Linked DNA regions of Mus musculus: all the other regions are linked to region 3. The links are chromatin contacts, called in public promoter capture Hi-C maps. All regions are on one chromosome and are shown on one strand. The core of a region is the stretch at or near the end of the contact, and the rest is flanking DNA. Distances in the headings are between cores, read along the strand shown. Region 1 holds the start of St13 (suppression of tumorigenicity 13). Region 2 holds the start of Kctd17 (potassium channel tetramerisation domain containing 17). Region 3 holds the start of Rpl3 (ribosomal protein L3). Region 4 holds the start of L3mbtl2 (L3MBTL2 polycomb repressive complex 1 subunit). Region 5 holds the start of Elfn2 (leucine rich repeat and fibronectin type III, extracellular 2). Region 6 holds the start of Rac2 (Rac family small GTPase 2). Region 7 holds the start of Tob2 (transducer of ERBB2, 2).

Region 1 (2,700 bases), core at 13-2,512, 1.3 Mb before region 3:
TGCTCTATCACCTTGACTGTTTATGTAAGACTTAGGCACGTCCCTCGCTTAGTTCTTTACAAACTGAATTGCACAAAGCATTTGTTTCTAGACGTGTTTCTTCTCTCTCTTTCTCTCTCTCTCTCTCTCTCTCTCTCTCTTTTCGAGACAGGGTTTCTCTGTATAGTCCTGGCTGTCCTGGAACTCACTCTGTATTTGGATCAGGCTGGCCTCGAACTCAGAAATCCGCCTGCCTCTGCCTCCCAAGTGCTGGGATTAAAGGCGTGCGCCACCACAGCCCGGCTCTATCTTTTGAGCTAGCTCTCCGATGAAACCTATGAAAAGGCGAAAGATTTACCCTGACCTAACACACACACACACGCTACTTGACATTAAACAATTTAGTCAAGTGTGATGATAAAAGCTACCAATTTAGAATTCGAGTAACTTTGAAGACAATCCCTTGGAGTTCCCTCCTCTTCAGTCACTCCAGCTTTCCCAGAATAACAGAACCTAAAGCCCACTCTTTCCCAGAGCAATCGATCAAAAGAAAAATCCGTGGGTGGTGAGGGGGGATCAGGTGCCGATTGGTGAAGAACCACGGATCATCAACTTGTAGCTCTTTGGGCTGCTTTAGGCTTTCTCCAAAGGAAGAACCTGAAGGGGACGCCGGCAGGAAAGACTCTAACCTGAGAGGCCGCGGAGCCTTGCTAGAACGGGAGCCAGCTTGGGGGTTGAGAGCAGAGACGGCATGGCCTGTAACCACTGGTCAGGAAAAGTACAAACTCTGGGGAAAGCCACTAGCACAGCCGCGTCGCCAGGAAACCAGTCAACTGCTCGGCCCCTTCCGGCAGGCGCGGCTCGCGGGCTTTCTTCCCGGGGCGGCGCAGAGCAGTGACGTCACTCGGCTAGGTTTTGGGCGCGCCGGCCCCACGGGCATTTATTTATTTTCCCCCCTCCTCCATGCGGCGTCTCGTTCTGCTTAATGCCCATCTTCACAGAAGAAATATCTTATTCCAAATGTCTCCCTATGTCCCGCTTGAAAGCGCACAGACACAAGGTCCTTCATCCATCCCGGGGAATTAGGTCAGAGGAAAGAATCCGAGTGAGACTGTTCGCCGATCGAAGCAGGCATTGTCACGGGCAGCTACACTTCTAGAAGGTTCTAGGCGGAGCACAGGTCCAGAGGTAGGAGTGGGAATGAGCGAGCGAAGGCCCGGGGTCACGAGGCCGTTGGGGGGGAGGAGCCAGCGGCCGGGGAGGTTCTAGTCTGTTCTGCCTCGCGGCAGCCGCCCCCTTCCACTTGGTCACGTTGAGCCGCTCCCGGGCCTGGCATCGTGCCTCCGCAGCCGCCCACCGCCTTCAGCTTCCAGCCTCCCACCATGGATCCCCGCAAAGTGAGCGAGCTTCGGGCCTTCGTGAAGATGTGTAGGCAGGACCCGAGCGTCCTGCACACCGAGGAAATGCGCTTCCTGAGGGAGTGGGTGGAGAGGTGAGAGCCCTGGGCCCCGTGGACCGTTGGGGACGGAAAGTTGGGGGTTGGGGAGTGGGCCCCGAGCTGGCGTAGGGAGGAGGGGAGCGGTTCTAGGCCCCTTCGTGGCTCTTAGTGGCTTCGAGAGGTTCTCGGAGGGATCTGGAGCGTTGGGCAACTTAGGGGTGGAAAAGCAGAGGTTAGAGTTGGTTCCCCCCCACCCCCCGCAGTTAAGTCTTTATGGGGGTGTGTTTGGGTTGTGAATATTTGAGCAGTGGAAATAATGCGCGAACGAAGACAAAGCTTTTACTAAGGGATTGTTTTTCTTGAACCTGGCGTCTTGTTTAAGTCGCATTGACCCATGTGTCGTTTAAAATATTAATAGTGGTAACTTATTTATTCTATAACTTCAGTTATCTGTACTTGGCCTTACAACGATTTTAATTGCATGGAATTTTGTTGGGAATTATTTATACCCACGTTAGTTGTAGCGCTGTCACTTCAGCTACTTTAGGAATTTTTTTTTTTCCTTCAAAGACCAGTGTGCTTGCAGGACTAACTGGAGAGTATTTCGCCTGCGTACTATGATTGTTGTGCCAGCTGCTGGGAAACAGTATTACTGGGGAATTGGTTTCTCCTTTTTGTTGTTTTAGTCTCGTTGATAAAAGATTTTAAAGACAGAATTAGAAGAAAGCTTAGGCACCATTAGAATTTGAGGGTGAAAAACGCAACAGTACAAACAAACTAAATCTCTACAGCTGCCAAGGGGAGGGAGGATGTTAAGTCATGCTTTCTGAATTAGGGTCAGCAATGGAAGCTCACCAGCACTTGTAGAAATGGGGGAGGGTCGGTCTTCAGAGAAAGTGCATGTTTAGGGTCTTTGGTTAATATAAAAAAAAAAGAGATGGGGAAAAGTAAAGTTTTATATATTTTTCAATTAGAACTTAGAAAAAACAAGCAGGCTGAGCCATGAAGGTCTGAAAGCAACTGTGTGGAGTGAAGGACTCAGGGACTGTATAAGCACTTTACTTCTTTAAAGATAATTATTCCAAGCTTTTTGCATATCTTCTGGTAAATCAGCCTTTCTGAGAGGTTGTTTTCTGGCCAGGTGATTGCAAGTCCAGATAGATTAAGGGAAGGAGCTAATAAATAATGTGTAAGTTTGTTTTTTTTTTTTTAAATTTTTTTTTTTTTTTTTTTTTTTTTTGCTGGTTGAGAACTTGCTATGTAGCCCTGACTGGCCTCAGGTT
Region 2 (2,700 bases), core at 48-2,547, 1.7 Mb after region 3:
AAGCAGTAAGGATCTGGGTTCGAACCCTGCCTCTGCCTTTTCCAGGCTGTGTGACCTTGAGCCAATCATCTGGCCTCTGGAGCGTTGCTTCTTTCTCCCATAGTCAGAGGATTAGATGTGAGTATAGAGGGTGACCGGATTCCTGAGTGGCCCCTTACCTCTCTCTCAGCACAGGACCCAGTGAATTTCCCTCTTAGGAAAGTTTCCCTCTTGGAGGCTGTGTACCGCGCCCACCCCCACCCCCAGCCAACCCCACTATTCACTAGATGTTTGCAAGTTTCCAAAGAAGCTGCACTCTGATTGGACAAGTGCAGCCTGCAGGGAGGACTGGGATCTGGACAACCCAGCACAGAAGACGGAGACATCAAGGGACAGGGGACTCACCCAAGGGCACAGTGTAAGAGGGCCACAGAATGGGGGACAGGGGACTTTGACAAGCCAACTCCAGAGGCCTTGCACACTAGGAGGCCAAAGTCAGAGAGCAGGGAAGTTCCCCTCTCCTCCCGATTCCTCCCTGGTCATTTGGGAATTTGGCAGGAGAGCAGGGTGAGCCCACAAGTGATAGCTCCAAAGCCAGTGCTCTTCCCTACATTAAGCCCAGCTCCAAGACACCCAGGCCTCCTCCATCTAGTTCCTTGTACCCTTCAGCTGCCCACACCCTAAGGGCGGGGAGAAGCAGCCGCATCAACTCCTTTAAGAGTCAGCCAGGGCAGTAAGGCAGGCCCGGTTTGTTGGTCCCTCCCCAGCGCTCCACAGTAAGGAAGCGTCCCGGATCTGGGGCAGCTCTCCAAAGCTCTAAATGGCTGCGGCCTGTGCTGTCCCGTTGCCACGGCAATGGGTATAGCTATTCCTCTCGGCTCCTCTTCCTCCCCCTCCTCCTGCCTCGGCTCCCCGCCTCAGAATCCTAGGAAAGCCAGAGGCCGAGGGACGCGCAGGCGGGACAGCCCGGGAGCGCGGGGCCAGGACCCCCCTGTCAGCGGGCTCAGGGCTCACCCTGTCCGATTGAAGCTCTTCGCCCTGACACAGGCGGCTGAGGAAGGACTTCTGCTCCCGACACAGCGTCTGGCGGGTGGTCAGGAACACCGTGCCCCCCACGTTCAGCCGCACCCACTTGCCCCAGCCGCCCCCGGGGCGGCCGCCCGCCCCCACCGGTGGCGCTGCCTCCCCGGCCTCCATCCTCATCGCCGGCCGCGTTGTCTGCATCCTTCCCTCCGCACGCCGCGGGCGAGTACCAGGTGCAGGGCATGCCGGGAGCTGTAGTCTGGAGCCAGGGCTGGGATGCTCTGCGCTTGTCCTGGTGTTGCTCGGACAGCACGTCCCGCCCCACATTGCCTTTCTTGGTGATCTATCATCTGGTCTCTCCGTGTGGCCAGACTGCTTGGTTTGCAGAAGGCCCTGCGAAAACAGTGATTTCCTCATTGGCTATCCCCCCCCATTTGTTCTGCTTTGTACGGGGGCCCCAGCTGAGGAATACCTGACCTGAGAAGAACTTTCTTCCTCCAGAAATTCCTATATTTACCTGAACCTACTTTTAAAAATAGGCGCACGCGCCTGTGTGTGAGCATGTGCGTGTGTGCATATGCGTGCATGAGCCACATCAGCAGTGTTTCTTTTTTGTCCCGTGTGTGGCAAAGACCACGGGGATGAGGTATAGTCACCACCTCTTCCTAAATTCTTTGAGGATATGTAGTTGGGCTTAGGGCTGGCTGAACGTTTCTGTGTGCCAGAAGCTGTGTGAGCATACATATGACTCCTTTAAGCTTCCTGCATCCCTGCCGGGTTGCTCTGGATGCCAGTCTTGGTCTAGTCTGAATGCTACGGAGTCTGCTTAAAGAGTGAACGTTCAGAAGATGAAGTTCAGGTACTGGCTTCTCTGGTGCCACTTGGCTTCCATATGTGCTTGACCTGAAGCTTGGAGATGAGGCATGGATCGGCTCTACAAAGTGGGGAAGGGGAGTTTTAGAATAGCCCCCTCCCCCATGATGCTGAGATGCCCAGGCCCCCCAGATGCCTTTCCTTGATGGGAGTGTGGGGTGTGCAGCAGGACTGGGGAGGCTCCAAAGCTCTCAGCAAAGGAGGAATGGGCTTAGGGTTTGGAAATGGTCACTCTAGCATTGGCATTCAAGGTGATTGCTGGGCTAGCAGAATGGAGAGGAAACAGGGGAGGGGGAGGATCCTGTTTGGGGGACATGGTCACTGCTGTTCTCACCCCACTGTTCAGTGAGTTCCTGAGGACAGTTGTTCCTTTTAGGACAACACAGCAGGTACAAAAAGACCTGACTTAGGGATGGCCTAGTTTCACTTTCTGTTGATGTAATATTAACATCCTGCCAAAAGCTAACGTAGGAAGAAAATGGTTTATTTGGCTCATAATTCCATATGAGCTCTTTGCTATAGGGAAGTCTAGGTTCCAGGACCTCGAGGCAGCTAGCCACATCCACAATCAAGAGCAGAGAGAGAACAAATGTATGCTTGTACTCAGCTCACTGTCTCCACTCTTACACCGTCCTGGGCTGAAGCCTAGGGAATGGTGTCTCCCACAGTGGGCTGTGTCTTCCCACATCAATTAATGTAATCAAGACAATCTCCTACAGTCATGCCCACCTGATTCAGACAATTCATCACTAGCTCTCTTCACAGGTGATTCTAAACTGTGTCAAGCTGACCCATCACTGGGGAGGTGAGAGGGGCAAACCCCTT
Region 3 (2,700 bases), core at 31-2,530:
CTCTCTTCAAATCTCCCCGGTACTGCACATATGTGGTGCACGTGCATAAATGAGGAAAGCACTCATAAATATAAAATTAAAAAGAGCTTATTTAAGATATTCTTAAGTGGCGCTCCTCCACTTTCAGAAATTATTTTTTAAATTTTAATAAACCTATGTTGCTGTTCGAAAAATAAATTCATTAAGAATCTTGATCTGGAGAGATGGTTCAGAAGTTAAGAAAACTTGTCATCCCACGGGACCCAGGTCTAGTTCACAGCATTAACAACGGTCCAGGGGGATCTGACACTATTTTGACTTTTTTTTTTTTTTTTTTTAGATTTATTTATTTAGTGTATATATGAGTATAGAGGTCACCTGATCCCATTACAGATGGTTATAGGCCACAATATCGTTGCTGGGAATTGAACTCAGAATATCTGGAAGAACAGTCAGTGCTCTTAACCATTGAGCTATCTCTCAAGCCCTTATTTTTTTTTAAAGATTTATTTTTATTTTATGTATATGAGTACACTGTCGCTGTCTCCAGACACATCAGAAGAGGGCATCGAATCCCAGTACAGGTGGCTATGAGCCACCATGTGGTCACTGGGAATTTAACTCAGGACCTCTGGAAGTGCAGTTGGTGTTCTTAACTGCTGAGCCATCTCTCCAGCCCGGTTTGACTTCTGAAAATGTCACGCACGCCCGTGGCGCACATTCGTACACACGGGGGGGGGGGAACCTCACACATTTGTAAATCTGAAATTAAGAACAAAATATGAACGGGACATGACATCTGGAGACTGAATTGGCAGAGACAGGACTTGAGGGAGATGTGCCCGAAATCATGGCGCATTAAAGGCATGGCTTGATTGGAAGACTGAGAGCAATGTTGGTGATCACATCAAAATCACTGGTTAGGTAAAAGAGCAGTTTCATTCAGTCTATCTTAAGAGCTCACGAGAACAACGCAGTCAGTTGTCTCACACTAAGCCTGCTTCAACGCCGTTGTTTTCGTTGCTGTGTGGGACTAGCCCTGTGTGATTCCGTTCTAGAAGTGAGAGGAAGCACAATGCCTCCATTTTTCTTCATTATCATGAAATTTGGCTGCTGCAGAACGCCGTAGTTCTTTACATTCTAAACCTCAGCGTCGACGAGGCGTTTCGCTAAGCTTGAACCCAATCATTCTCCGTAGACCCTATTTGTCAATCCTAGTGGGCGGGAAAAATGTGTGTAAAATGACATTCGATGCGCGCCCTTCGACCCGACGCCTATGCGTCAACACGTTCGCACGCTCAGGGGGCGGAGCCATCACTTGGCTTTATATAGCCTGCACTGGCTCCTGGTCGCTCTCTATCTGCGGCGTGTGGCGGCGAGATGGTACGTATGGCCATGCTGCCTTCTAACTTGGTCTCCTGTGGGCCTGGCTTGTATTCACCTCCCATCGGCGCCATCCCTGGCTCGCCAATCCTGAAAGGATGTAATAGGGGATCGATGTGAGGGCCGCGACCGTCCGGAAATTCAGGGACCTTAACGGCCTTACGGAGGATGTGTGTGGGACCGGCCTGGGCCTGTGTGCGACCCATTTGATATCAGCGTAATCCTAAGGGACTTATGGAATGGGCTGTTTTGTGCTTAATTCGAGGGTAGTGGTCAGTCTGGTAGGGATGGCCCAGGTCTTTAGGAATGCATTGGTTAAGTGGAGAAATTTGGCAAATCGGGTCGGGTCTCCATTTTGGAATGTTATAAGAGTGGAAGGTGCATCTCTAGAGTTCTCAGAAGCCACAAATGATGAACCTTTTGACGGGCGGACAGAAACTCTGTGCTGAATGTCAAGTTCTGATTTGGCTTTAGGAGGGAGTGTTTGAGGCCGACTTGCATTAGACTCCATCTTGATACGCCATGTTGCCATTTAGTCACATGGGATACTCTTGAAAGTTCACCCATCGAGGTTTTAGTATAACTAAGCTGTTTTGTGTTTGAAAGGCATGGAAACTAAAAGCATTAAGCTGAAGTCTTATTGCAGTCTGTCCTCTGATACAATTCCTTTAAATGTGGAACCCTCCTTTGGGCTTGATTGGAAGACTGAGAGCAATGTTGTGATCTCTCCCTTTACCTCAGTCTCACAGGAAATTCTCAGCTCCCAGGCATGGGTCCTTGGGCTTCCTGCCTCGCAAGCGCAGCAGCCGGCATCGTGGGAAAGTGAAGAGCTTCCCTAAGGATGACGCTTCCAAGCCCGTTCACCTCACAGCCTTTCTGGGTTACAAGGCTGGCATGACCCACATCGTCCGGGAAGTTGACAGGCCAGGATCTAGTATGTACAGTACTTCCTTGTCCAACTTGGGCTGTGTGTAATTTTGCCTGTAGTTACAGTAAATTCCCAAAGGAGCACAATAGCTTCATCCTGGGGTGCTTTGTGGTAAGTCTAGAACAAAGCCTGACTTAGTGTGGTAGTGCCCACACTAAGGGAGCCTAGAAGTGTTTTGGCCTAGCGAAATTTAACACAGATTCCTGTGCAGAGTCCTGTTGGGGTAGTTGGTTGTTTCCATGCCAGTGCCTGTTATCAACCCTAGGTACTCTGAAAAGGTAGACACATTTAACAAGTGTATTCTGGACATGAAACCAGACTAGTGATAAAGCTCCTCTTTGAGACAGTCTAGATAGCACATGGCATTTTGCTACTTCAGTGGTGATAGTCACCACCTGGCATGGTGCCTG
Region 4 (2,700 bases), core at 6-2,505, 1.6 Mb before region 3:
CAACTCAGAAACAAATTTAAGACTGCCAGGCCCTCTTGCTGCTGCCTAGACCACTGCTCCTTGCAATGTATCCAATAAACCTGTTTTCTTCCTTAAAGGAAAACAGGGAAAAGAAAAAAAGACTGAGAAAATTGAGACCCAGGCTATCCCAAGGAGGCTTTGAGTCAGATGACTAATTGTATGGTGGTATGGACCACAGCCGTGAGTTGAGCTCTGATTGAAATCAGCTACTGATCCTGGGGCAAGTCACTTAAGGTCTGTGGGACAATTTTCTCATCCACGACAGCTGTTGGCTCACAGAATGTGAGGTAGCGATGAAATGCTACATAAAAACGTACCTAGCTTGTAATAGGAAAAAACGTGCCTAGCTTGTTGGGCAAGACAGAGGTAAAGAGAATGACGCTTTGGGCCAAGGTTCAAATACGATCTCTAGTGCTTCCTAGCTGTACGATGCACAGCGAGTCAAATGCACTGCCTCGGTTTCCACCAAATAAAGACAACACCACTATTTAATAATATTTTGGGAAGGGATGATAAACGTAAAACACTCAACAGTGCTCAATAAAGCTTAGCAATTATTACCGCTAGGAAACGGCAAGAGACTTCAAATGCAAGGTGCGGTGGGTCACCGGCTGCGGTACCACGGAAAAAGCGTAACGCAGTTTTGGAAACTGACGTACTTGGTGACAACCTCTTGCACTTTGCAGCTGTGTCGACCCAGAGGGCTGTTTTAATCCCTCCCTAAAGAAGATGGCTGTGAGCGTACGGGGAGACCAGCACGTGAACGCTCCCAGCGTGGAGTAGGAATCAACTCCGATCTTCCTCCCTTCACTTCCCGCGTGGAAGGGACAGGCCGCACGATCCTAAAGCTCAGAACCATGAAACCAAGACAAAGTTCAGAGCCCAGTTTCCCTGCCCCTGGCTAGGGAGGCGTTGCCATCCTTCCTTCGTCACCAGACCAAAAGGAACCTCGGGGGCCTCTGGCCGAGGCTAAGCTCCGTACCTCAGTTTACCAATCCTGCAACTGTCCACCACTAAGACATCGCTAAAACGGCGCGTCCGCCGAGCGAGGCGTTTGGGGCTCCCCTTCCCGCTTGGGCTGAGCCCTTTCCCTCTTACCTCAGTGCCCCGCGGTTTCTCCATGATACCAAATTCAATTCCCTCAACCGTCACCAGGTGCAGGAAGCCATATTGCCCTCGCCGCTCTCCGAGAGTGTGCTCATTGGCTGCTGCGCCCGAGCTGCGGGCCAATCATGCCGCAGGAAATAGGAAGCCGGTTCCGCGCTCGCCCGCGCCCCGCCTCCATTAAGGAGGGGCTGGGTAGCCGTGAGGATTAGGGGAGTTGTAGTTTTCTCCTGGGTGCACGAAAAGGGTCGTTGCCTTAGTAATGCGAAATCTCCTGAAGGGTACTTCTAGGGTTTTGTTGTTGTTTTTTCAGAGACAGGGTTTCTCTGTATAGTCCTGGCTGTCCTAGAACTCACTCTGTAGACCAGGCTGGCCTCGAACTCAGAAATCCGCCTGCCTCTGCCTCCCAAGTGCTGGGATTAAAGGCATGCGCCACCACGCCCGGCGGGTTTTTTTGTTTTTTGTTTTTGTCCTTTCTTAGTCAAATTTCAAACCATCTGAGCACAAGGGATTGGACGTGCCAGCCCCCCCCCCACACACACAAAAATTCGCACTCTCCCCAGGGGCCCCAGACAAAAATTCACACTCTCCCCAGGTAGGAAGTAAAGGTGCTCTTGGACAGGAATGCCTAGCAGAAATGCCTAATCCCTCTTTCAATTCAGACAGGAACAGGAATATTCTTAAACTCTATGTCCGTCTGCTCGCTGGGGCTTATGAGATGGTTTAGTAGGTGAAGGATCTTGTTCCATGAGCCTTTCTACCTGAGTTCAAATCTCTGAGCCACAACATAAACCTGGAAGTCAAAAAGCTACTCACAAAGTTGTCCTGACCTTTGTGTCACGCACATAAAACAAACACACAAGCTAAATAAATAAATGGGGAAAAAAAAGCCTTGGACTGGAGAAATGGTTCAGTGGTTACTGGCCACTTTTCCAGAGGTACCAGGTTTGATTCCCAGAACCCAGAACAACTCACAAAATTCTATAAACCCAGTTATAGTGGATCCTACTTTCTCTTCTGGCCTCTGATGACGCCAAGCACTAACATGGTCCATACATATGCATTCAGCAAAACCCCCATATCCACAAATAAATTATACGGATAGATGTTATAACCTTAAATCTAGGAGAGATGACTCAGCCTGTAAGTGAGTACAGCCAGAGCATGGAAAGCTGAGTTTTGCCCCCCAGTGCATGACAGAGCATGCCTGTGATCCCAGCACTAGGTAAGCAGACACAGAAGGATTCCCATGGCCTGCTGACCAGCCAGCAGCGATACAGTGGATAGCAAGAGATTGAAGAAGACACCTGAAGTCAACGCTTTTGCCAACTGGAGTATACATGTGGATTGAGTCCCCTATAGAACTACTCCTTCCCATCCTGGGTTCTCAGGAATTGTATGGCCTTACAAGCATCTAAAGTTCAGACAGGTCTGGATTAGTTTACTTATCCTACGTGAGGGCTCCCAGACCCACTCCCAGCTCCCTGCCTCTCTGCGTTGCTTTTTATTTTTAAATTTTTATTTATTTACTTTTTTAATGTGTTATAGGAGTTTTGCTTGCACGTATGACTGTGC
Region 5 (2,700 bases), core at 8-2,507, 1.4 Mb after region 3:
GCGCCTGCCACTCAAAAAGGTACAGGTCGGGAGGCTTAGAGGTGAGACACCCCACAGTCTCTCTAAATTGTGACATAACAGGTGGCCTGGGTCTCAGCGCTTATCTACCCTTCTGGTCCTATCCTGGGCTACTTTCCTGTCCTCGGATGACAAGAGCGAGGCGATTTTGTACAGCATTTCTTTCTGCTCTAGTGCTACCCAACTCCACGGGTCCCTCTGTACTAAGTACACCAGGATGCTTTCCGCCTCTGTGACTTTGCACATGTCGTTCCCGCAGTCTGGGATACCCTTCTCCACTTCCTTCAGCTGAGCAACTCCTACCCATCAGCTCCCATTCATCTGTCCAGACTCAGCCCAGGCCTGTTAGGAGTTCCAGCAGCCGGGCTGAGTCGCTGTGCACCACCTGAGGACAGGCTCTGGTGAATGCGGCCCGGAAAAGTGATTGCGAAGCACAAAGTCTGGCGGCGGCAGAGCTCAACTGTCTGGGTTGGCGGGTCACAACGGCTGGAGGAGACTCCTGACATCAGCCCAGACTCCCACCAGCTGCTTGTGTGCCCAGCTTCGGGTGCAGAGCCTCAACTACCGCTGCCTTGCAGGGAGACTCCCTTGCAGGTGGTGGTGGTGGTGGTGATGGTGGTGGTGTCTGTGTTTGAAGCGGAGCTTAAGCTGTGGCCAGGAAGGCCTTAGGAAGTTTCTCTTTGTGGCCACAGAGCCCAATATGCTCCCGGGGATGGGGTAAGGCAGCGAGGGGTAGCCAAATGCCTTGGTTTGGAGGCAGGGAGAATTGGGAGACTCCACGGACTCGGACTCGCTGTATAAACTTTGGGCAAGCACTCTGCTCACCCGCCTCAGCTGTCCCGCCTGCAAAATGGGAACGCAGCAGCTCCACCGCAGTGCTCTCCAGTGGTTACACGCGGAACACCGGGTCAGGGCGCAGGCGGAAAGGGGTGCTCGGGCATGGGAAGGGGGGAAGCGGGGTTGGGGATGAGATTGTCCTCGAGCAGGGCGCTGCACCCGGGGCAACTTTGCCTCCAGCTGTTGAATGAGCTGGAGGAGGCGGTGGTGGGGTGAACTGAGACATAGCCCGGAGAGAGGTGGCCGAGGTGGGGCGGGGCCGGGGGGCGCGCTCGGCGGGTGCCCGGGGCTTGGCGGTCCGCGGTGCAGCCACCTCACAGGGCGCTGCAGCTGCAGTAGCGCCAGAGCCCAGCGCGGCCCCCGCCCCGTGGCGTGTGTCTGGGAGCGCGCTTGTGGCCGTGGAAGCAGACGGCGGAGGGGCGGGAGGGTCTGCAGCGGAGAGAGGCCTGTGAAGGGATCTGGCTACAGAGCCGGACGGACCGACAGACGCAGTGATCGCCAGCCCCTGAGGTCCTCCGCCCAGCACCCGGGCCCTCTGCGGGCAGCAGCCCTACGCGGCGGGAGGCGGGGGTGGCAGTGTCTGCGCGCACACGCACGCTCACAGACACACACGCCCGGGCCACGCCACAGACACACGACACGCACAGAGCCACGGCCGGCCGCCGCGCACACTCGCACCCGCGCTCACGCTCGCTCTCCGGCGCAGGCCCCGCAGCAGCCGCTGCCGGGAGGTGGTGGCATCCCGCTCGGATCCCAGTCAGGACTGGAGGTGAGTGGATTCCTCCGGATCCGAGTGCTGCAGGCGGCTGGCGGGGACCCCGGGAATCCAGGCTGAGCTGAGGGCTCCCTGGCCGCCAGCGGGGGTGGGGCTTGGAAAGGGACCTGGGAGGGGAGGATGAGGCAGGGAGAGCCACTCTTCTTGGTTCTTCTTGGTCTGGGGATCCCCCATAAGACCCCCAAGGGACCACCCTGCGCAAGGTGGTGGGGGAGAGGCTGGGCGGAGGCGTGGTGGGAGGGCAGGGAGGACGAGCGTCGAGGTGAACATTTTCGCGGTGGTGATGCAGAAGCTTGAGCAGGGTTTTGCTAGCCAGTACCACGCCGCACCTCTCTGGCCCCCATTTTGGCGAACCAGAGCTCCGGCCCGCTTTTCACTGAGTCGTGGCGGGTCAAGGAATTCATCTCACTGGTAAGGGGGGCTTCACAGGGTGGCTAGATCTCTAGCCCAGGGGGAAGGGACCGGCTTTCGACTTGCCCCCTATCTCTCAGGGGCACTGTGAATGTAGTAGGGGGACCAGAGTTAGGGTATGCTGGGACCCTTGCAAGGACTTGGATTTTTTTCCCCTCGGCAGGGCTGGTGTGGGACAGAAGCACCAGCATAAACGGACAGACTGCAGCTCTGACTGAGCCCCACCATTGCCTAGTGGTGTGTGTGTGTGTGTGTGTGTGTGTGTGTACTGCTACTGGCTAGGAGGGGGTAGAGGGTGGGTGTGTTGGCTGGTGGGGTGGTATATGCATGTGGAAAGGATGTGTATTGACTCAGGATAGACCCCCATTGCCACACAGACACACACACAATCTGTGGCTCAGCAGGGCTTCCTTGGAATATTTGGAGGGGAGAGAGCTTGTATGTGTCTGTGTGTCTGTATGTGCCTGTGTGCGTCTCTCTCTCTCTCTCTCTCTCTCTCTCTCTCTCTCCCTCTCTCTCTCTCTCTCTCTCTCTCTGAATCTGCGTACTTGGGGAGATTGTGTGGAGGAGGATAGAGGCTGCCAGGCCTCGGTGTGTCAGGCATGACCAAGGAGAATGAGCCGGGGACACTGCTCAGAATCTCAGCCAGATCTGGATAC
Region 6 (2,700 bases), core at 10-2,509, 1.5 Mb after region 3:
CCGAACTTCTCCAAATAAATATGAGGGGAAAAAATACTCCAGTAGAGAAATGGACAAATACACAAATAGTAACTTGTGTAATAGGAAACCCAAAAGTCCAATAAACAACTAAAAACACAAATGCCCAACAAAACACCTGCAAACACAAACACCCAACCAAACACTTATAAACACAAATGCCCAACACAAGGCGAGTGTAGTTGATATCATCAAAACGGCAAGAAGCCTACGACAGTTTGTAGGTAGGATTTTCGGTTTGGAGTGGTTTCCCAGCTAGGATCTTGCTGTATCGCTCGATGGCTCTGGCTGCCTTGGAACTCTCACTCTGAATCCTGGACTCAAGCTCCCAGCAATCCCTTTGTCTCAGCTTCCTGAAAGCTTAGATTGCACCATGCTGTGAGAAGGTTTGGACTTGCCAAACTTCTACCAGCTTGCTCTACTGCATCTGTCCCTGACTCTTCCTCCTCCTCCTCCTCCTCCTCCTCCTCCTCCTCCTCCTCCTCCTCCTCCTCCTCCTCCTCCTCTCACTCCTCCTCCTCCTCCTCCTCCTCTCACTACTCCTCTTCTTCCTTCTCTTCCAACTCCTTCCCTTTTCCCTATCCTCCCTCCTCTCCTTCCTCCTCCTCCCCCTTTTCCTCCACTTCCTCCCCTCCCAATTTCCCCCCTTCCTCCCCTTCCTCCTTTTCTCCCCTCTCCTCTACCTCTTCCCTTCTCTCTTTCCCTCCCCCTCCTTTGCCTTCTCTCTACACACTGGCCCTTGCTTAGGCAGCACCCCCCCCCCCCGGGCCAACTTTGTTTGACATCACACGTCATAGCCACCAGTTTTCCCTGCTGGTGACTCTGAGGTCACTCTGTAGCTCTCCCTTGGCCCATGTCTCCTGCCTTGCTCACAGCACCTGTGGTGTGGTTTGCCTTCTCTACAGAGCAGGAACTCCAGGACAACCTGGCTTCCTGCATTTTAGAGTCACCAGCTCCCAACACAATGCCTGATACACAGTAGGCACTCAAGTGTTTGCCCATGGGAGTCAGGCCAACTGACTTCTTGGAGGATGCAGATTCTTCGAGAGCAACTTTGTCCCTGCCCTGGCTTAGGAAGTGAATCTTCAATTCTCTAGGGTGCCTGGGTTCCCTTTGGAGCCTAAGTCAAGTGCCCTTGGTGGCCTGGGCCCAACCTAGCACCTGTGGGGCCCCAGGTCCTCTTCCAGACCGCATGCTCCACCCCCTCAAGGCTGTGGGGCAGCAGCTTGGGTAAGTTCCTCTTCCGTTTCCTCCCGCCTCTTGAGCTGGGGTGCTGCTCCTCACTGCCGGGTACCTCCTAGCCACTCCATACCACTGGTGTCCACAGCAACGCTCCTGGCCCCCAACTGTCATCCCTGGCTGCTGGGCCTCAGATGCAATGCAGGCCATCAAGTGTGTGGTGGTGGGTGATGGGTAAGTACCTGGCTGAGTTGTCTCCCACCCCTACCAGGATGCCTCTGAGATCCTCCCTGGTACACCCACAGATTCAGGGCTCCCAGGAGGTTCTGGGGAAAGTCGCTTCCTTTCCTTGTAAGGGCTTACAAGGAACATTTGGGGTGGGTCTGGACTGCTCCCTGTCCTTCAGCCTACCCCACTCCGGAAGCTACTTGGGTGGAGGGCCTGGACTGTGGGTGGGGTGCTGCTATTTGCCTGTACCCTGAGAGCTGGGACAGGGCTCCTACCGGGCCAGCATCAGTTCAGGGTACAGGTACGAGGAGGGAAATCAGCAGCTTGCCCTTCGGACCTTTGTTTCCCAGGCTGGCCCAGGCTCTAGTTGCTGTCTTGCTGGGCCTAGGGGACTTCTGGCAATCTCCAAGCTTTCTGACTCTCAGTCCAGCCTCTGCTCTTAAGGACTCCAGAGGGCAGGCTGGCTGCAGCCCTGCTAAAGTCTGATAGTCATTGTCAGATCTTGGGACCACAGGCTCTCATAACCCAAGGCCTGAGTTTCTTCATGTGTCTCCCATATATTCCGACACATTAGGGTGCAGTCCTCAAGTCTATCTTGGGTCCCGCTAGATCCATCCTCACATGTACTAGACAGCCATCTTCAGTTCGAAACGGGGAGGGGCTGAGGCCTGGAGACCTTTCCTGGCTTAGGTCCCAAGGTCACACACACTTTGGCTCTGCTGGTGGCATAGGCTATCTACCTCCTCAGCTGACTAGGTCCGACTTGGTCGCTGCTGCAGCCGCCACCGCGCTAGGGTGTCAGCCGTTATCTGTGGCAGCTGCTCTGCTCACTTCTGCTTTGTGTCTGATCTGGGGGAGGAGGGGGCGGACACGGAGGGCCGGAAGTCAATGATTCTATGCATTCAAAGTTACCTGGGTGGCAGGCTGGGGCTTGAGGGCAGAGGTTTAGGGGGCAGGGACAGCAGAGCAACCTCCTCGAGTGGGAAGTGACTTAACGGAATTGTACTGGGGAAGGCCCGGAGCTGTCCCTCTGGCCTCTCAGCTTCCTGCTGAATGACCTGGGTGACCTCCCAGCTTGGCAGGGAGATAGCTTAAATGGTGGTCATCTCCATTTATCCCATTTCTCTTTTGTATGTGGTCACCGGGCTGTGGCTCTCTGTATGATCTGTCTTCCACCAACCCTACTTACCATCACAGAGTTCGTTTTACAGGTGGGAAAGACCAAAACTCCGAAAAGTTACATAACCTGCCTTGGAGGCAGAGGATTTGAACCCA
Region 7 (2,700 bases), core at 97-2,596, 1.8 Mb before region 3:
GCCGTTGCACCGGAACCTTCAGGAACGTGAATAAAGAATAGGGGTTGGCCAGGCGTGGTGGTGCACGCCTTTAATCCCAGCACTCGGGAGACAGAGGCAGGCTGATTTCTGAGTTCGAGGCCAGCCTGGTCTACAAAGTGAGTTCCACGACAGTCAGAGCTATACAGAGAAACCCTGTCTCGAACCCCCCCCCCCAAGAAAAAAAAAAAAGAAGAAGAGGAGGGGTTGTTGAATTGGAAAATAGGCGAACTAAGGCGGGGGCTAGGGGAACTGTACACAAGGCCAGCGGTCCTCCAGCCTAGTCTGATAGTCCAGTTCTCCTAGGGTTTCAACCCGCCACAGATCCTAGACCCCCTCATCGCTGAGCCTGCACTGTCACAAAGCCACAGAGTAGAAAAAGCGTGACCAAAATCCGGGCCCGGGTGCGCCTCGCTTCGCCGCCGCCGGGTGCTGTCGGGCTTAATGAACACCCTGCTCACCTTGCCAGGGCTGGCGCTTCTTCTGCGACTATTGCTAGAAGGAGCGCGGCTCTCATGCTCTCCTGTGCGTGGGTAACCTGCTCCAGAGAGCTCGAGGACCTCAGCAGAGGGGCGGCGGTCGCGCGTGGCCAGCCCTATTATGGTGTTTGGGACCCAACTTTCCGGGCTGGGAGTGCATGACTAACCGGTGCTCCGCTCTTTTTTCTAACCCTCGATCTTCTTGCACCCTTCCCTTCCCTTCGATCTTCCACGTCCCCACCAGGAGGGCGACACTGGTAAACTCAGGTTAGCCTACACTCAGATCCAGAACCTTCCTGGAGGTGGCATCGTGCCACTGTCTCCCCAAATTCAGAATGAACAAATCGGAACCGGGGAGTTCAAGTCACGGGGACCGTCAGAACTGAAGAGTCATGCCGTCTAGGTCTTAGGGAACTTTGAGAGCTGGGGCTAGGGTTTGGAGTTCTCAGGGCCCCGGTGATGCCAGCAACAGCCACTGTGTCCCAGGCTACTTCCTAATGGCCTGTTGTGTTCCAGGTCTGTCCCTACCCTCCCCGGGGTTGGTCTACACCGGTTTAAAAAAAAAAGAAAAAAACGTACATGGCGAGCTCAGACTGCTTTGGAGTCTTAAGAGAAGAAATCCGGCGCTAAGGCGCTCAGAAGGATTCCGAGGGTGAGCAGCCCCGCTGAGGACGTGGCAGGGAGGGGTCTAGAGGAGACAAGGTGAGAAGATCGCTATTACACTTCCCGCAGAACCTGGAATCCCAACCTACGACTGGGCTGCGAGGGGTTAAAGATGCCAAGGGAGGAAAAGTAGTCCCGGCCCCGCCCCGGCTGGGCGGAGGGACGCATCACGCAGGGGTGGGGAAAGCAGATTCATGCGCAGGGTTGCTGAGGGTGAAACTTTTCATTGACTTTGCTCACTTCGGGCCCAGGCGCGGGAAGGTGCAGGTCGTTGAGACTGAGTGTCGTGGGAACCGAGAGGCCAGAAGGACAGGACCTGCCAGACGAGTACATCCAGGGCTGGCCTCCATCCACCGCGTGACGGGTGCCATCCTCGGGTCCGCCATCCCCGCGCCGTCGCCGCCGAGCTCGACCTCCAAAAACAGCGGAAAGAATCACATGAGCTCGGTCCTCGTCCCTCTCTACCCTCAAACGACGTAAAAGGACACCGTGGCCCTCAGCCTCGCGGTGCCCGGGAAGCTGGGAGAGAGACCTCCGTCCCGCGGCCTGCAGAGCGGACCCTTCGTGGAGACCCGAGTGAGTGCGCGGGCTTGCGGGCGGGGGACGCCCACACTGGTCCACTCCCCTGCTGCCCCTCTCCGGATCCGCCCCTGTTTCGCTCTCCATCACTCTCTTTGATCCTGGGGTACCTAGTTTCGAGTGCGGCCCTCTCCTAAGCGGAGAGCGTTTCCTCCTTGACCTCCTTCCCCATTTATTCACGCCTCACTCGTTATGTTTTCCTTGCCCCCCCCCCCCAGAAACCAAACTCTGGCCAGAGTTAAATAAATTATGGGAAGGGAGGGGATTCTATCTTTATTTTTCGGCTGCTTTTCACGTGTGCGGGGTGGTGATTATTAACACAGTCTGTTTCTGTCCCTTTGGAACCTGTGAGATGGGAAATTTGGACATCCCCTTCTTGGTGACAGGGCCGGTTAGTGGAGAGTGCCCTTGGGTTGCCGAGCAAGAACTCATTGCAGGTTGAGCTCTTTATATACTTGTGTAGGCGGAAAAAAAAGTACCCAAAGAGCCTGTCGGATAGTGTATTAATTGTGTCTGATCTCTTCTATTCCTAAACTTCCCCTTCTGTCTGAGGGGGATGTACTCCGCCCTTGACCAAAAATCTAAGGAGGGAAAAGGGAAAAGCCATCCCCTCCCCTGGGAGCAACCAGAACTTCACACAGCAGGCTTTGGGATCAGCAGACAGGGTTTCCGGTGCCAGTTCGGTGTCTAACCTACCCCCCCCCCCCCCATCCACCCTAACCTATCCACCCTGGCCTGGGAGTGGGTTTGGTTTCTCTTTGATTTCTTAACAACAATAAAAATCCTGTTGCTTGCCTGAGCGCCTACCCCCAATGCCTCACTTAAGCACTGGGGAAAACAGCTGGTGTGGGAGGCAGGATTAGGGAGGTTTAACACCCTGCCGGGGAGGGTTGCTGAGGATCTGGTAAGTCTGGTCCTAGGGTAGGCCTTGTAATGGGGAGGAGACTCAGACTTTCTGAAT

What was found. Promoter capture Hi-C pulls out the DNA fragments that hold promoters and counts their contacts. Capture Hi-C pulls out chosen DNA fragments and counts their contacts.
Region 1: a promoter capture Hi-C map of pre-B cells shows a contact between it and region 3, with 4 times the contacts expected there. The contact joins the promoter of St13 here to the promoter of Rpl3 in region 3. A contact is called at or near these places in 11 of 39 promoter capture datasets (the 3T3-L1 cell line, 3T3-L1-derived adipocytes, the C10 cell line and 6 more) and 3 of 115 datasets of contacts at active chromatin or transcription factors (embryonic stem cells, large pre-B cells and microglia).
Region 2: a promoter capture Hi-C map of liver shows a contact between it and region 3, with 2.4 times the contacts expected there. The contact joins the promoter of Kctd17 here to the promoter of Rpl3 in region 3.
Region 4: a promoter capture Hi-C map of pre-B cells shows a contact between it and region 3, with 2.1 times the contacts expected there. The contact joins the promoter of L3mbtl2 here to the promoter of Rpl3 in region 3. A contact is called at or near these places in 4 of 39 promoter capture datasets (cranial neural crest, embryonic stem cells, hippocampal neurons and 1 more) and 1 of 115 datasets of contacts at active chromatin or transcription factors (pancreatic cancer cells).
Region 5: a contact with region 3 is called in a promoter capture Hi-C map of liver, with 4 times the contacts expected there. The contact joins the promoter of Elfn2 here to the promoter of Rpl3 in region 3. A contact is called at or near these places in 2 of 39 promoter capture datasets (both in liver).
Region 6: a contact with region 3 is called in a promoter capture Hi-C map of pre-B cells, with 4 times the contacts expected there. The contact joins the promoter of Rac2 here to the promoter of Rpl3 in region 3. A contact is called at or near these places in 3 of 39 promoter capture datasets (liver and pre-B cells).
Region 7: a promoter capture Hi-C map of adipose tissue shows a contact between it and region 3. The contact joins the promoter of Tob2 here to the promoter of Rpl3 in region 3. A contact is called at or near these places in 5 of 39 promoter capture datasets (the C10 cell line, cranial neural crest, hippocampal neurons and 2 more), 1 of 115 datasets of contacts at active chromatin or transcription factors (pancreatic cancer cells) and 1 of 9 other capture datasets (adipose tissue).

What each region holds. Positions count from the first base shown.
Region 1 is chr15:81,398,256-81,400,955 of GRCm38.p6, reverse strand. It overlaps St13 (suppression of tumorigenicity 13), which reads left to right and starts at 1,262. Exons shown (of 12, transcript NM_133726.2): 1 at 1,262-1,471. The coding sequence starts at 1,362. Xpnpep3 (X-prolyl aminopeptidase 3, mitochondrial) reads right to left here and starts at 818. Exons shown (of 10, transcript NM_001347075.1): 1 at 669-818. The coding sequence starts at 732.
Region 2 is chr15:78,427,161-78,429,860 of GRCm38.p6, reverse strand. Kctd17 (potassium channel tetramerisation domain containing 17) reads right to left here and starts at 1,297. Exons shown (of 8, transcript NM_001289671.1): 1 at 994-1,297. The coding sequence starts at 1,203.
Region 3 is chr15:80,081,986-80,084,685 of GRCm38.p6, reverse strand. Rpl3 (ribosomal protein L3) reads left to right here and starts at 1,280. Exons shown (of 10, transcript NM_013762.2): 1 at 1,280-1,362; 2 at 2,104-2,296. The coding sequence starts at 1,360. Snord43 (small nucleolar RNA, C/D box 43) reads left to right here and starts at 1,780; the gene lies at 1,780-1,827.
Region 4 is chr15:81,662,444-81,665,143 of GRCm38.p6, reverse strand. It overlaps L3mbtl2 (L3MBTL2 polycomb repressive complex 1 subunit), which reads right to left and starts at 1,255. Exons shown (of 17, transcript NM_145993.5): 1 at 1,120-1,255. The coding sequence starts at 1,143.
Region 5 is chr15:78,717,328-78,720,027 of GRCm38.p6, reverse strand. It overlaps Elfn2 (leucine rich repeat and fibronectin type III, extracellular 2), which reads left to right and starts at 1,257. Exons shown (of 2, transcript NM_001358692.1): 1 at 1,257-1,624.
Region 6 is chr15:78,571,342-78,574,041 of GRCm38.p6, reverse strand. Rac2 (Rac family small GTPase 2) reads left to right here and starts at 1,259. Exons shown (of 7, transcript NM_009008.3): 1 at 1,259-1,431. The coding sequence starts at 1,397.
Region 7 is chr15:81,856,972-81,859,671 of GRCm38.p6, reverse strand. Tob2 (transducer of ERBB2, 2) reads left to right here and starts at 1,346. Exons shown (of 2, transcript NM_020507.3): 1 at 1,346-1,736.